2 separate regions of the Mus musculus genome follow, and region 1 is linked to region 2. The links are chromatin contacts, called in public ChIA-PET maps. All regions are on one chromosome and are shown on one strand. Each heading gives the region's core, a stretch centred on a gene start, on an enhancer-like site or on the middle of the called end of the contact. The rest is flanking DNA. Distances are from core to core; before and after follow the strand shown.

Evidence for each region. ChIA-PET counts read pairs in DNA pulled down with a chosen protein or histone mark.
Region 1: an RNA polymerase II ChIA-PET map of memory CD8 T cells shows a contact between it and region 2, with 21 read pairs. The contact joins two enhancer-like sites. A contact is called at or near these places in 5 of 484 Hi-C or Micro-C datasets (cerebral cortex, embryonic stem cells, macrophages and 2 more) and 2 of 115 datasets of contacts at active chromatin or transcription factors (embryonic stem cells and memory CD8 T cells).

What each region holds. Positions count from the first base shown.
Region 1 is chr5:148,677,017-148,684,840 of GRCm38.p6, forward strand. No RefSeq gene overlaps it. Among named protein-coding and RNA genes, the nearest start is that of Gm36140, 47 kb to the left of the region's middle. Within about 2 kb of position 2,790, at least 50 of the 459 cell types and tissues checked have an H3K27ac peak or open chromatin away from gene starts, as enhancers often do. A contact at or near this core is called in macrophages and memory CD8 T cells, where this site is marked.
Region 2 is chr5:148,592,001-148,599,232 of GRCm38.p6, forward strand. It overlaps Gm46929 (a long non-coding RNA gene), which reads left to right. Exons shown (of 2, transcript XR_001785023.2): 2 at 1,867-1,977. Among named protein-coding and RNA genes, the nearest start is that of Gm46929, 4.7 kb to the left of the region's middle. Within about 2 kb of position 3,186, at least 57 of the 459 cell types and tissues checked have an H3K27ac peak or open chromatin away from gene starts, as enhancers often do. A contact at or near this core is called in macrophages and memory CD8 T cells, where this site is marked.

The sequences.
Region 1 (7,824 bases), core at 1,540-4,039, 85 kb after region 2:
AATTGCTCTGGTCAGCCGTTCTGGGACCCACAGCTGTTGTCGGTGATCCTGAGGAAACACACAAACAGACCCTCTTGCCCACGTCAACACTGTCAACACAGGTGAGCAATGATTTCCACGCCCTTATGGCAATCTGATTCACCTACTCAAACACCTGCACTGGATGTCCTGTCTGTTGTTGTGCAAAGCGACCTTGACCAAGCAGCATATCCTTATCCCATGCTGGATTTCCTGCAGCAGAGTTAGACGCTGCCTGTTCATTTGCAAATTCAATAAGGAAGGCTTTCCGATCTAAATACTGCCCAGGTGAAAGGCATGCCTTCACCAAGACTGCCCAATCAGACGGCATCATGCAGTGTCTATTCAAGGTCTCTACCTGAGTCACAGTATAGGAGGCAGTTAAGCCGTACGTCTGCATGGACTCAGCCAAATTCCTGATTACTTTGAAATCTAGAGGCTCATGATATCTCTGCCTTGCTTAGTCGGTGAAAATAGGACATCCCAGCAAGGAGAATCTAACCTCTCTCCAAACCTCCGGACAGAAGGTCTGCCTATAGGTGGCTGCTGAGGAGGCATAGGGAGGGGGCGCAGAAGCTAATTCGCCTTCCTCCTCCGCCTCGGCTCTTTTATTTTGTCCTTTCTGTCCACCTGATAACACTGTGTCTCCTTTCTTTTTCTTTCTTTTTTTTTAAGCCCTTCTCCTCTTCCGACATACTCTCTTGTTGCTCTGTAAGGATTTTCTGACCTGTCTTGACTGCCTCTACACACAGTTTCAAACAGTAACAGAGTCCATATATCAGAACAAACAAGACCAAAACTATCAGACCTACCCACAAAGAGTCAATGGGAGAAAAAAGCATAACTCATGAACCTTAACATGTCCCAAAGCCGGGAACCTTATCGTCTCAATCCTTTCTTTCCTTCTCTTCTCTCTTTCCCTTCTCTCCTTCCTTTCTTTCCTTTCTTTCCTTTCCTTTCCTTTCTTTCCTTTCTTTCCTTTCCTTTCCTTTCCTTTCCTTTCCTTTCCCTTTTCCTTTCCTTCACTATTTCCTTTTCTTTATCACTGATTCCTTCATTTTTCCTCCCTTTTCTTTTCCTTTTTCTTAAAAAAACATATCCCCCTTTAACGCGGGGATCAATTTGGGAGACTTACTGGTACCACCGTTCCTCAGCTGAAGAGTTCTGAATCCACGCCGGATCCTTCTCAGCAGTCTGTTTTACGGGAACACTTTATTAACCGCTCCTTCCCCGTGATGCAGTTCTGAATCCTCCCTGTAGCAGGGGGTCTTCGCTCGTGCCTGAAGATGTTTCTTTTCCCGGATTTTGGCACCACTTCTTGCACGCACCCGACTCACCAGCAAGAATGATGCTGAACAGGATCCTTCTGCACATGTTTATTGGGAGAGACTGATTGCAGAAGCGAAGAGAAACCCCAAGCCCAGAACTGGTGCTGCTTATAAAGACCTAGGAGAGGCGTGTCTCACACACGGATTGGTTATGCATGGGTTATGCTTACCACCTCATTTGCATATCTCACATCTGATTGGTTAACATGTCTCTTATCTGATTGGTTAACTTTTCTCTCATCTGATTGGTTAACTTGTCTCTCATCTGATTGGTTAACTCTCAAAACCTCATCTTGGCAAGAAACTTTACTGCCTATGTATGTGTGGTGGCCAGTGGTGGCCAGCACCACCCTGCAATGGCGCATGTGGCTTCCCACATGACACAAACAGCAGATGTCATAACCACAAGATGTACTTTTAGATATCATACTTCCCCTTGTAGTCACCAAGGAAAATTACCACTGCTCCCCACTGCCCTTCTGCGTAAGGGTTATTTCCCCTTTGATCTTTTTGTATAAAAACTACAAGCTTTGCTGAATACAACGAGGCCTTGACAAGATTCAGATTGGCTCCGTCTCTTTTCTGTGCTTGGCCTCCGTTTCTCTCTCACCCCACCCCCCATTTAGTTTTAGGAGCAGTCCCCTCGAGACCCACGAATAACTGGGCCTGCTGGACGGGTCAATTTTGGGTGCAAATTGTTTATCAGGTATGCGAATCACGAGTATTTTTCTTCCAGGATGTAGCTTTTTGTTTTATTCTCTGAACAGTCTCTTGCACAGCTAAAAATGTTTGATTTTAATGAGACCAACTCTACCCATTCTTTCATGGTTTGTGTTTTTCATCTCAAATAAAATCTACTGTATTTAAAGTTTAAATCTACTTATTTAAAGTTTATAACATGAAGATGGGACAGTATTGATGTCTGTGGCCCACATTACCACCAAGGGCCATGTGGATGTCCATGGTCTGTGCTGCAGCCTGAACCCACGTTGATGTCTATAGGCTGTGCTTCCACCATAGGCCATAATTATACGGGGGACCTTCGAGCTGCCCTCTGTGGCCATGGTAATGTCCGGGTCCTACTGGGTTCTACTGCAGCCAGGGACAGTCTGTGTCAATGTCCGTGACCTGTGTTGTCACTGAAGGCCATGTGGATGTCTGTGGGCTGTGCAGCTGTCATGGGCCATACTGATCTGAGTGGCCACCTGAGGGCCATGGTGAAGCCCACAGTCTGGGCTGCCTCCAAGGGTCTTGTAAGGGTCTGTGGTCCACTGTAATCAGGGGCTGTGTTTGTGGTCTGTGCTGTCACCAGAAACCACGCAGAGGCCCATGATGGTGCTCTAGCTGACTGAAGAGCAAGGAGGTTACTTTCGCTGTGATATCGATGACAGCAGATGCACAGCTGCAAGGAAGGGACATGGAAGGTTTCTGTGACAACCCCATCCTCCTCCTGCCCCCACCCCCAAAGTAACAGCTAGACAGGAAGCCACTGAAGAGAACTCTTATAACAGTGTGACAGAGATGCTGAAGTACTCTCCACAACGGATGGCTTCAGGCAGAGGTGTGGGGGGAGGACTCAGTTCTATTCAAGGGACAGACCACTGGGAGAGTGACCATGCCCCAGTCCAATGAGTATATAAATAACACAAATTGGACTTGTTTCTTTTTTAATTCTTATTTTTATTTTTACTTTTTTTGGCTGGGGGTGGGGTGGGGTGGGGTGAGGTCACAAGTCGGGTCAGACAATAAAAGATTGGGAAGTAAATGTGATCGGGGTACGTGATGTGAAACTCCCAGAGGATCAATAAAAATGTTATGTTCCAAATAAATAAATAAATAAATAAAGTTTGTAACATTCAAGGTCCTCTAGGTTTCCTCCTGTACAGTTGTCATAGTTACCTTCCGCTAGGAGAAAGGGAACCAAAATTGAGGTAACACACATTGATTGGCCTGTGGCCACCGGTTTTTGATCAATTATTGATACAGGACGGTCCAGACCCAGGTAGGTAGTGCCATTCCTGGGTAGGTGGGCCTGAGCTCTACTGGAAAAGCAGCTGAGAGAGTCAGAGGGACGGACTTACATTCAAGCCACAAGCCACGGTGTGGCCTTGGGGCTCACCCCTTTCTTCTCTCCTAAGAGGCGGAGCAGATAAGCATCTATCACTCATTGGCTCCCTGGGGAATCACATGTTAAATGAACCCACCCACCTTTCTGTGGTCTCACCGTTTCCCAGAATCCACTCTCTTCTTGCCAGTGTCCCACCCCCTACTTCCTGCCTCAGCTCATTGGCTATCTTTTTTAATTGACAAGTGATGTGTGTGAGACACTCTCTCTATACCTTTCTCTCTTATTCACCAGTCTATGGGCAGTTCACTCCCGTGAACCTTTGGAGGGTGAAGTGGAAACTTCCTTCTGTCCTTACTGTTCACAGGTCCACATGTTCCAGAACATTCCAATGTTTATGTTAAGCAGGTACAGTTCCCTGTAGCTCAATTGTCTCTAATAGCACTGTTTAAATATATATATATATATATCCATTCTTGTAACATTATCTTTTGTTTTCATGTGCCAGAGCCACACGTACTTAAAAATGTCACAAGCAATCAAAGAGGTAACAAGCAAGCCCGAGATTAAATCTTTCCCCACACAGCTCTGGAAATGCTTTACAAACACAAAATGCCAAATCCGACATGGGTAGACTCTCCTTCATTTTTGTTTCTGTTGAGAGCAATAATTAGCTTGACATTTCTGATGGTAATCTGCTAACAAGTACGAAACTTATTAAGTCTTCAAGCGTGTGTGGCATTTTGACCCAGCCCAAGGATACTGCCTATTTTAGCATCAAGAAAGAACTTCAAGAATATTGAGTGCACTTAGTATTGTACTTATTTGAAAAAAAAAATTAAAGTTAAAATGACCTACACGGTGGTGACTAATGCTTGTGGCGTGGCCTCCTGAGGTCCAACCGTGGTCCAAAACTCTTAGAAATAATAAGTTTTACATTGTCTTAGTTGGCCTTCTATTGCTGTAAAGAGACTCCATGACTATGACTCTTATACAAGAGGGCATTGAACTGGGGCTGGTTGATAGTTTCAGGCTGGTTTGTAGCCAATTGTCATGGCAGGGAGCAAGGCAGCGCACAGGCAGATATGGTGTTGGAGAAGTTGAGAGTTCTGCATGTGCCCACAGGCAGCAGAAGAGAGAGAACCTCTGCGCCTGGCTTGGGGTTCTGAAACCTCAAAGCCCATCCCTCATGACTCACTTCCTCCAACAAGGCCATAGCTCCTACTTCTTTCAAATGGTGTCACCCCTGGGGCCCTCCCCCCAAGCATCTAAGTCTGTGGGCCTACGGGGGCCATTCTTATTCAAACCATCAGAACATTGCATGCCATTCTGACAACATGGTGGAGTCAGACTGCCTGTCCCATTCTTTCTGGGGCACACACCATCTCTGTGCCCAGTACATGTATAAGCTCTCTGCCACAAGTCACACAATAGCTGTCCATGCTACCAGTGGATGGTCAGGGCACCTTAGCGTATCCACTCAAGTAATGCTTATTTTATTGATGGCTCCAAAGCCCAGGCACGGCAATGGTGATGGTTTGCATGTGTCACAGTAACAGCACACAGTGTTTTAAGTCAAAAAGTAGGGCTGGAGAGATGGCTCAGTGGTTAAGAGCACTGACTGCTCTTCTGAAGATCCTGAGTTCAAATCCCAGCATCCACATGGTGGCTCACAACCATCCGTAATGAGATCTAACACCTTCTTTTGGTGCATCTGAAGACAGCTACAGTGTACTTACATATAATACATAAATCTTAAAAAAAAAAAAGTAAGTAGAAAAGTGATTGGTTTGGGCTTAATTAACACACTGACATGGCTTAGATCTGTAGTATGTTAATATCTCACTGAGCTTAAAGTATCAACTTTATTACAGGCATGTATGATGTGGTGGCTCATCATGATTGTTAACTTGATTGGACTGAGAAGTACTTAGATTATTGAAGTATGCCTCTGGGTGTGTCTGTGTGGGTGAGTTCAGAGAGAATTAAGGGGCAGGGGAGACCTGAATGTGGGCAGCACTCAACCATAGGCCAGGGGCTCAACTGCAATGAAGGGGAAACCAGGAAGGAGTCAACTAGTGTAGACCTCTCTCTGCTCTTGGCAACCATGATGGGAGTGGCTCTCCATCATCCCCTGCCACTCGCACCCCCACCCCCATCACAGTGAACTGATACCTCCCAAACTCTGGTCCAAAATAAATTCTTCCTTGGTCTGAAGAGATAGCCCAGTGGTTAGGAACACTGGCTGCTCTTGTACAGGACCTGGTGGCAGCTCACCGCTGTCTACAACTCAGCCCCAGGGGATCTGGTGCCCTCTGCTGGTCTTCATGGGCACCTCACACACACGGTACAGACATGCGTGCAGGTGATCTACACTAAAAATAAAAATTTTCTGAAGTTGTTTTGTTCAGATATCACACACAAACATACACACACATGAGAAAGAAGACAGACAGAGACAGAGAGGGAGAAAGAGGGACCGGGAGAGAGATAGAGAAAGGAGAAAGAGTGAGACGGAGAGAGGGATAGGGAAAAAGAGAGGAAAAGGAGAGAGAGGGACAAAGACACAGAGAGAGAGACAGAGGGAAAGAGAGAGAGATGGAGAGAGGAGAAGGAAAGAGAAATGGAGAAACAGAGAAACAGAGAAACAGAGAGAGGGAGGAGAGGGAAAGGGAAAGGAGAAGGAGGTGAGAGGGAAAGGGGGAGAGAGAGTATATGGTGTTAGTACTGTCTCTGCAGGCCCCTCAGAGCCTTGGAAGGCCCAAGGGAGTTGAAGGCAGAAAGGACCAGAATTTCTGACATGCCCCTGTGGTGTGGGGGGTGGGAGGGATGCTGTGCACATAAGCAAAGGCCGCTGGGCTTTCCCAGTTCTGCACTCTCCGTGGGAGCAGAGCTGGGGACACTGTGACCACAAACAACTGAACACGCATTGATGTGGATGGCCAATGTCTCCCTGTCTACCAGAGGTCTAAACACCCTCTGTCAGATGGGCGTGGTGGTCAATGCCTATAACCCCAGCACTTGGAGGAGCACAAGCCAGGGGCTAGCCTGAGCCACATAACAAGGCTCCATCTGAGAATAAACACAAATACACAATGTGATATGATATCGCACTGCCTCCTGTTTCTCCTGTCCCCACTGGTTCTCAGAGCTAGCCTTTTCTGTAGTGTTTGTTGCAGAAGTTATTTGGAGAGCCCTCTGGAGGGAAAATGCTAGTGAAATTTTAATTAATGGGAAAGACAGTAAATAAAGAAAAAAGATTCTGCAGAGAGCTCGGTAAGTGGGAACTGAAGCCATGCTCCTGGTAACTAGGATTCGATAGCCTCGTAACTGATAAGCAATGAAAAGACACTCCCTGAGCCTGAATTTTGTGCCCTCCCAAGTTGAGCCGTTCAAATGGAGAAGGAAGTTCTCTCTTGGTTGGGAGACATCAAAGCTCCATCCTTCATGGCTGGTCCTGCTGCCTGGATGTGGTGGATGTCGCTGGAGGTGGGCATGGGAAGAGGGGTTGGGAGTGATCTTCTTGCAGGACCAAGAGGTACCGAGACCAAGGACTCCGGCAGCATGTTTTCCCACTACCCAGAGACATGGTTGGGATGCCAGCCCAAGCCAGCAGATAGAACACAGAGCTGACCTGGGAAGGAAGAAGCCACAACACTCACACTGGAATTCTGGGTCAGGAAGCTAAAGCTTGAAATATTACACAGAAGATTTGCTAATTGTGGAAGGGGCCACCAGGTTTCTGTCTGGATCTCCATTAGAACCTAATTAGCAGGCAATGGGTCAAGTGCAGAGCTGTGGCTGGCCTGCTAAAAACGAAAATGTAAACAACCTTTACAGAAACCAGGAATCCGGACCAGGTCCAACATGAAGTAAGGGAGTGAGTAGGTCAAGCTAGCTTCTGTTTGGCTGGCGAGGGAGGAAGTCCTCAGAGCCATTTGCAAAGCATTTGGCATTCTCTTCCGGAGCTGAGCGTTTGCTTTCCGTATGTTTCGACAGCTCCAAGAATACACCCCGGAGAAAACTCTTGCACATGTGCCCAGGAAATAACGTGGTGTGATGTTTGTAATAACACTTTTAGCGAGAGCAGAAAGCTATAAACAAACAGCTCAATGCCCATAAACTAATGAATACATAAATAGAAAATGGGAGCTGACTTAGCAATAAACTACAGAAGCATCCACGGTGTGGACGAACCTCAAAGACATTACTCTGAGTGACAGGAGCCAGGCATAAAAATGGAAGACACTTTGATTCTGTGCTCGAGAATACTCTGTACAGGGGAATCTATACAGAGTGGGTAGTTGCTGGAGGCTGGAAAGAATGGGGAGGAGTAGGGGGGAGGGTCAGTGTTAATGGGTATTTAAGGTTTCTTCTTGGGTTGATACAAATTAATACAAATACCTGTTACCA
Region 2 (7,232 bases), core at 1,936-4,435:
ATAGCTGAATGGTGCCATTCTGTGTCTTTAGTGATTACAGATACCTTTGCTCCTAGTATTGGAGCAGAAAGACAAATGCTGGCTTCAGCATCACCAGCCCACATCTTCTTGTACCCTATTCGGTACCCTTGGTACTTTCTGACAAAGTATCTTCAGCCCTGAGGACAAAGCCCACGGCATCTTGGTCCTTCTGCTCTATGTGTGTCCCCCATCTTGTAAAGTTATAGTTGCTAGGTCTGGAACCCAGATGGACATATGGAAGGGCAAGCTTTGCCCTTTGGTAACCATCCACAAAAGCCTTTGACGGCAATATGTCCGCTCAGAGAGACAAGCATAAAAGTTGAGCTTCCTGGATTGACTTATGAGCTTGCTACTGAGTGGCAGAGAAGCCAATTCAAGAGAGTGCTAGTTTTTTTTGTTTGTTTGTTTGTTTGTTTTTTGTTTTGTTTTTTGCAGAAAGAAATACCCTCAGATATGCCTCCAGGCTCAGTTTGGTATCAGGTAGGAAAGGAGAGGGGACAAACTGCCTGCCAATTGGGTGTTCCTTTCGCACACTGTGTTAACAGTTAACCTGCCTCTTCCCACACCATGCGCTTGATTTTGGGAGGAGCTAGCATATGGCAAGAAGGATTTTGAATCTGTGATATTGAAAATATGTGACCCCTGCAAGATCCCTTGAAAAGCTGTGTAGCCCTGGCTGTTCTGGAACTCGCTCCGTAGACCAGTTCAAGGCTGGCCTTGAACTCAAAGATCTGTCTCCCTCTACCTCCTGAGTGCTGGAACAAAAAGCTGGTTCTTAGCTATCCCTGAGCTCAACCAAGGAAAACACCTTAGTACTTAGTTGTTTGAGGAATGTATGTGCAGGTGTGTCCAGACCTCAGCCGGTTTCAAGAGCCAGCCCTGCCTCTGAGCCCCGATGGCGGTCATATGAACAAAGGAGGGAGGCCCTCGTCTTGGCTAGCCAGGCTCTGCCTTTGAGGTGGTATTAAAGGACTTTGTCTCAGAAACAGTGTTAGCAACTTGCAAATAATTACATAGTTGTGGTGCCCCAGGATCTTAAGCACCCTGATTCTCTCCATGCCTATTGGGAGTGCTGCCATTTCTTACAGAGAGGGTCAGACTGTTCTGTAGGGAGCTGCCCTAGCTAACCAAGAGGACCAGGTTGTCCTTCCTGCTGGGAAAGTTAAGGGAGGGGGTCAGGAAAGGGGCAGGGGAGGGGAGGAGGGAGAGAAGAAAAATGTGGAGGAACAGGAGAGGGAGAAGAAACAGGAGGAGGAGTAGAAAGAAGGAAAGAAGGAAGACAGATAGACAGACAGACAGACAGACAGGAAGAAAAGATGGTGTGCTGAGACTCTGCCCTACAGCAGAGCATCTGCTTGTGTGGGCACCTTGTACTCGCTGGTATTATCCACAAGTCCCCACAAGACACAGAGTTCTTAGAGGAAGAAATATCATCCCTGTGACATTGTGTCATGCTGAGTAGCTCATTGTTCCCAATTTCTAGAGTAGTGCTGGCTTGGGGACCCTTTGGATGGTACTGAAGACCTTGGTTGTGGTCAGTCCTCTGTTATCTTGGCCAGAGCAGAGGGGGCAGCTGAGACCCCTCCTCTGTGGGGGCAGCTCAGGCTGCTCTGACGGGCGGTTTTAATCTTCAGAACAAAAGTGTCCCTTGATTTAAAAGAAAGTGCCAGCTCCCAACTTGGTTGACTCTCTGTGGGTAACAATCCTCCCATTCACTTTCTGGTGGGCCTCTTTCTGTAAAGCTCATTGTCAGAGACTGGGGGATGGTCGTGGAGGTCTAAGAGGGGGCTGCAAGCAGCAAGTGCTTATGGACTAGGGAGCAAACCCTTCCTTTCCCTTCCACAGGTTGGTGCTACGGAAGCTGCAGCACTGCAGACTATTTTGACTTCCAACAGTGGCTTAATGTCTCTGCCCAGGTGACAAGTGACTGTAATAAAAGCAAAGCCTGCCTCCTTATGTATGATCCCCCTCTCACCTAGACACAAACACTTAGATCTCTACCACCACCCCTGCCAAGACATAGTTACACAGAAAGGAATGTTATTTGGATAAGACCTGGCCCTGGGCTCTGCCTTGCTCATCACTAGAGCAGATGGTTAGAAACTAGGTTTTTTGGTTTTGTTTTGTTTTGTTTTTTGTTTGTTTGTTTTTGTTTTTTGGAGACAGGGTTTCTCTGTATAGCCCTGGCTGTCCTGGAACTTACTTTGTAGACCAGGCTGGCCTCGAACTCAGAAATCCACCTGCCTCTGCCTCCGAGTGCTAGGATTAAAGGCGTGTGCCACCATGCCCGGCTAGAAACTAGTTTTTAAGAGGAAAAAACCCCCGGTGTTAAATTCCATTTGTTCATACTGGGTTTTATGTCTCTCTCTTCTCTCTCTCCCTCTTCCCCTCCCTCTCCCCCTCCCTCTCTGTCTCTCTCTCCCCCCTCCCCATCCCTTTCCCCCTCCCCCTCCTTCCTCTCCCTCTCCCCCTCCCCCTCCCTCCCTCTCCCCCCTCCCCATCCCTCTTCCTCTCTCTTCTCCTCCCCCTCTCCTCCTCCCCATCCCCCTCACTCTCCCCTCCCTCTCCCTCCCCCCTCTTTCTCTCTCTCTCTCTCTCCCTCTCTCTCCCCTTTCTTCCTTTTTTAAAAAATTTATTTTGTGGCTGACTCTAGTGGATAACTTACCAATCATCTGCTAGCTTTGTCAACCCGAGGAGCCTTCTGTCCCCTCAAGTGAATATGGCTTAGATCAGACCCAACTTTCCTCTTCAGAATGGCACCTACTCCTAACCTCCATGTGTCCATAACTTTCATGACTGAATGTTGTCATTCTATGCCATTAGTGATTATAGAAACTTCCCCTTCCTGGTACTCCCCAGACGTAAGACAAGACTGCATTACTGCTCATTACCACAACCAGCTCCTAGCTTGTCTCACATGCAGCCTTCTCTACTCTAACCCTTTTTAAACAGATCATGCCCAATTACCTTTCCTGAGGCACAATCATCACTGTTTGTAGTGGGCATGTGTTCTTTGTGGGTATTCAATATCACTGAACATCCTTCCATATTCTGGACCATGCCTTTCTAAAGCAGAAGATTCATATTCCCTGACTCCCTTGCAGCTAAGATATAGTCATTTTATTCCTTGCCCCTAAGATGCATTCTAGTTCAGTGACTCACAGGTACCTCTGATCTCTGTAAGAGTTGTGGAAGCCAGGGTGCCCCAAGGAAGTGGTTGTGTGCAGGATCCATTCTTGTGCCAAATGTGGTATAGGAGGTTTTGTGTTTCTCCGGCATGTTAGAGATCTGTTTTTATGACAGCTGCTCTTGTAACCTGGCTTTTATAAGATGCCCAATATTATTTAATAATTCCCCTTTCAGCTTAAAGTAGGCAAAGCAATTGACAAGCAAGAAATTTTTTTTTAAATTAATGTGGACTAGTTCCTTAGTGCCTTATGAAGTGGGTCCTTGCTTTTCAGCCTGGGTTCACATTTCCCCAGAAGAAGGTTTCATACCCACAGACTTTACAAAACAACCATTTTGGTCTCTACTTCCTGTTTCTGCTGCTTCTGCTGGTTTCATGTCCTCTGACTTCAGTGTTTTCCTCTTTAACCTTAGTTTTTCTGCATTTTTTTTTTACTTTGCTTGAACTGTTTATTGTCTGAAAAGAACAGCCAGGGGAAAGCTTTTCATCCGGAAAACATTCTTTGCTTTGGCCCATGGACCTTCCTCATTTCTTTCTTTTTCTTTTCCTTTTTCTTTTTATTACATATTTCCTTTATTTACATTTCAAATGTTATCCCCTTCCCTAGTTTTCCCTCCGAAAATCCCCTATCCCTTCCCTTTTTCTTTTTTCTTTTTAAACACAGAGATTATCAGTTTTGAAGGATCCTAGTGATGCTAATATATATCCTATACAGACATGAAACCCATCAAATCTTGTCATAGGAGAAAACACTAAAATATTAAAGAAATTTGTTAGCATCAAAAAGCATTTTTGATAAAGTAAGTCTACAGACTTCATATTCTCATACTTATGACTTTGTTTTAAACATCAAATGGGGGATTGCAAAGTGAGGATCCACAGAAGTTTCCACTGGGTGAGAAGAGGACATTTGAAAGAGTCCATGTCGTCTTTGTCACCATTTGCCTGGTCTCTGATATTTGCTAAGATGGGAAGAACTTTCTTGTCTCAGTCAATGCTTGACTTTCATGTGTGTTCTCAAAACCCTGGAAAGACAGAGGCCACTGACCTCTGGACAGTGCCAATGGGCGTGATGTTGGCTGCAGACCGGTTCTTGCCAGTGTTCCATTGATGTTGTCTGGAATCCTGAACTGAAGAGAGAAGAGTCCAGGGCAGGGCGGGGGCCTCCAGGTTTCACTGAGCCCACAACTGTGGAAGCAGCCTGTCAGAATATCTCCATTTGCCAAACACGGCTTACGGAAGGCCTAGCCAGGCTCCTTGTCCATTGTCTGCTGTTGGGGCCAGTGCTACTTATGACTTCAGACCTGGCAGACGACACGATGTTTCCTCTGGCTCTGAACCGCAGTGTCCTCAGTGACAACACGAGATTCAACAACTTCCCTGGTTTCTTATCAGATTATGTCAATTTCGCCCACTTCCTGCTCATTTTTTAATCACAAATGTGAGATCTACTCATGGTTAAATCATTTCTTCTCTGTACGGCCTACGGTTATCATCGATGCTGAGAGTTCCTTTAAATCCCTTATCGGCCATTCTTACTCCCTAGGTACATCACAGATACACTGTGGCTTGGCTGCATTGAAGACACGCTTAAAAATCTGCGTTTATCAGTGAGGAAAACCAAGAGGTTTTAGTGTAAGGCAGTATTTCTTAACCTGTGGGTCATGACCCCCACAGGGGTCACATGTCAGATATCCTGCATATCAGATATTTACATTATGACTCAGAACAGTAGCAACATACAGTTCGGAGGTGGCAACAAAGTAATTTTATGCTTGGGGGTCACCACAGCATGAGGAACTGTATTAAAGGGATGCAGCATCAGCACCACGGAGCTAAGGTAACAGCTTTGGACTGCATTTGTAAAAAGGTTTAAATAATATCAGCTACAGTATGTAAATGGCAAACTCCATGAACAATCTACTGCTGATATTGTATATATTATTTTTTATCTAAACTTGAAAGAGAAAATTATAAGATTTTTCTTCTTCTTCTTCTTCTTTTGTTTAAAGACATACGTATATGTGTGTGCCTACATATATTTATGAGCACTATATGTATGCAGATGTCCAAAGAAGCCAGGAGCCATCAGGTACCCTGGAAATGACAGTTACAGGCAGTTGTAAGCTTCAGGTGTTGGGAGCTATACCCAGGTCCTCTGCAAGAGCAGTAAGCACTCTCAACTGCTGAGCCATCTCTTCAGCTCTGTTTGACTTCCTAAATGAATTTGAGTTGCTTTGCTCTGTGTAGATTAATAGTCACAGCCCTATATAGACCATTGGCTTCATCTGTGGGCATAATGCTTTTGTGCACAGTCTAAAGGTTATTCTCGTGTTATTCAAAGGCTGATTTCTCTGCCCTCATATCTTGTTCCAATCAGGACATGGCATTGTAGTCTTCATGTCTAGAATCTCTTGTCTTAAATTTGTGTAAGCAATTCTTACTATTTATTTTCTGCCTCGTTAATAAATGCTGGTCACCCAGTGGTTGGACAGAAGAGAGACTAGGGTGGAAATTTCCACCAGCCAGTGGAAGCAGAGACAGAAAGGGAGTTCCAGGGAAGCCATGAGGAGAGGGTCTGGGAAGACACCATGGGAAGAAACATCTAAGGCAGACAGAGCTAGAACAACATTAAAGTGCAAGTATTAATTGGGATCATGGCTGGGAGGTAGCCAGATTTGCATAGAGGGTTCAGACAGGTCATTTAATGGCTCAGCTACTGAAGTGTGGGCTGGTTTCTCTGTGTGGTTACTGCGGACGAGCAAAGGTAAAGAAATGCAGTCACAGGATTAATTCACTGATTACATCTATGGTTAAAAGAATGCATTTTATCTTTTTCTTCATGAATTCTGCTAGGAGTTCCTATGACAATCTACTTAGCACTTTAAAAGGCTGGTAATATGGGTAGCATATCACCCGTAATTTGTAGCCTAATTAAGGCATTTTTGTTTAAATATTTATGGGTTAAACATAATGAAGTTGCTATATTTGATTACAAATATGACACACATATGTTAAAAAAGAATCACCAAACACTTCCCCTTCATCCTGATGAGAGAAATGTCTTTTGTCACATCTTACGGAGCACTGCCTATTGGTTAAGGACGATCAACGTCTGCGTTGACTCCAGATTTCATTAATAATTCTATCTCTTGACCACTGAGCTGAACTTGAGGACACAAGGCCTGCTGGAGTCCATGAGATTTGACAAAAGCAGTTCTCAGCATCTTTGGATACATTTCAGGAGCCGTCAAGCCTGACTGCATAGCGGGGACGGAAGTGTTGTCAGGGCCGAGTGGCTTCGTTAACTGGTTAATCATCTACCTAACGCATACTTGAACGAAACTGGAAAGTCCTGTCATCTGGTTGCCAGATGTGACAGAACTGAGAAGGAAACACTGGAGCTTGGGGGAGTTCAGGCCATACGCTAGCAAGCTGGCTTTGGTTATCATGCAAAGCTGCCTCGGACAGGGAGAGATCAGGCATGTATGTATATGAATGTGTGCATGTATTTTTCTATTTGTTCAGGAATCTATTAGAGAATAATATCTTTCAACTTAATACTATAATACTGTAATACTACACCTCTCTATGAGAACTGTTTCGAATGATTTGATTCTAACCCTTCAACATTACAACTTCACCGTGATGTTCAAAGGCGTTTACACATACAAGAAAATTTCGGAGTAACTCCGGGGAAACTTTGTGAATATAGCTGTTATCAAACTTGGGGAGATCAAAACCTGCACCCCAAGCCAGGTCTGGCCATCCATCCTCAATAAGCCTATTAAAGAGGCAAATTAATAGTAGAAAGGAAATGAGGGACATGTACTCAATGTGGCCACATCGGGAAGAAAGCAAAAGAGACCCAGTGATCAGCCCCATGACTGTCTTCAGGGTTCTGAATACACACATCTAAGCAGCCATCTTCAAGCTGTGGTTCCGGCCATTCTTGGCTCACCCTGTAAGGTGATCTGAGAAATTGTTAGGACCCTGTGCAATTTTTTTCCAGGAGCTAAGTTCC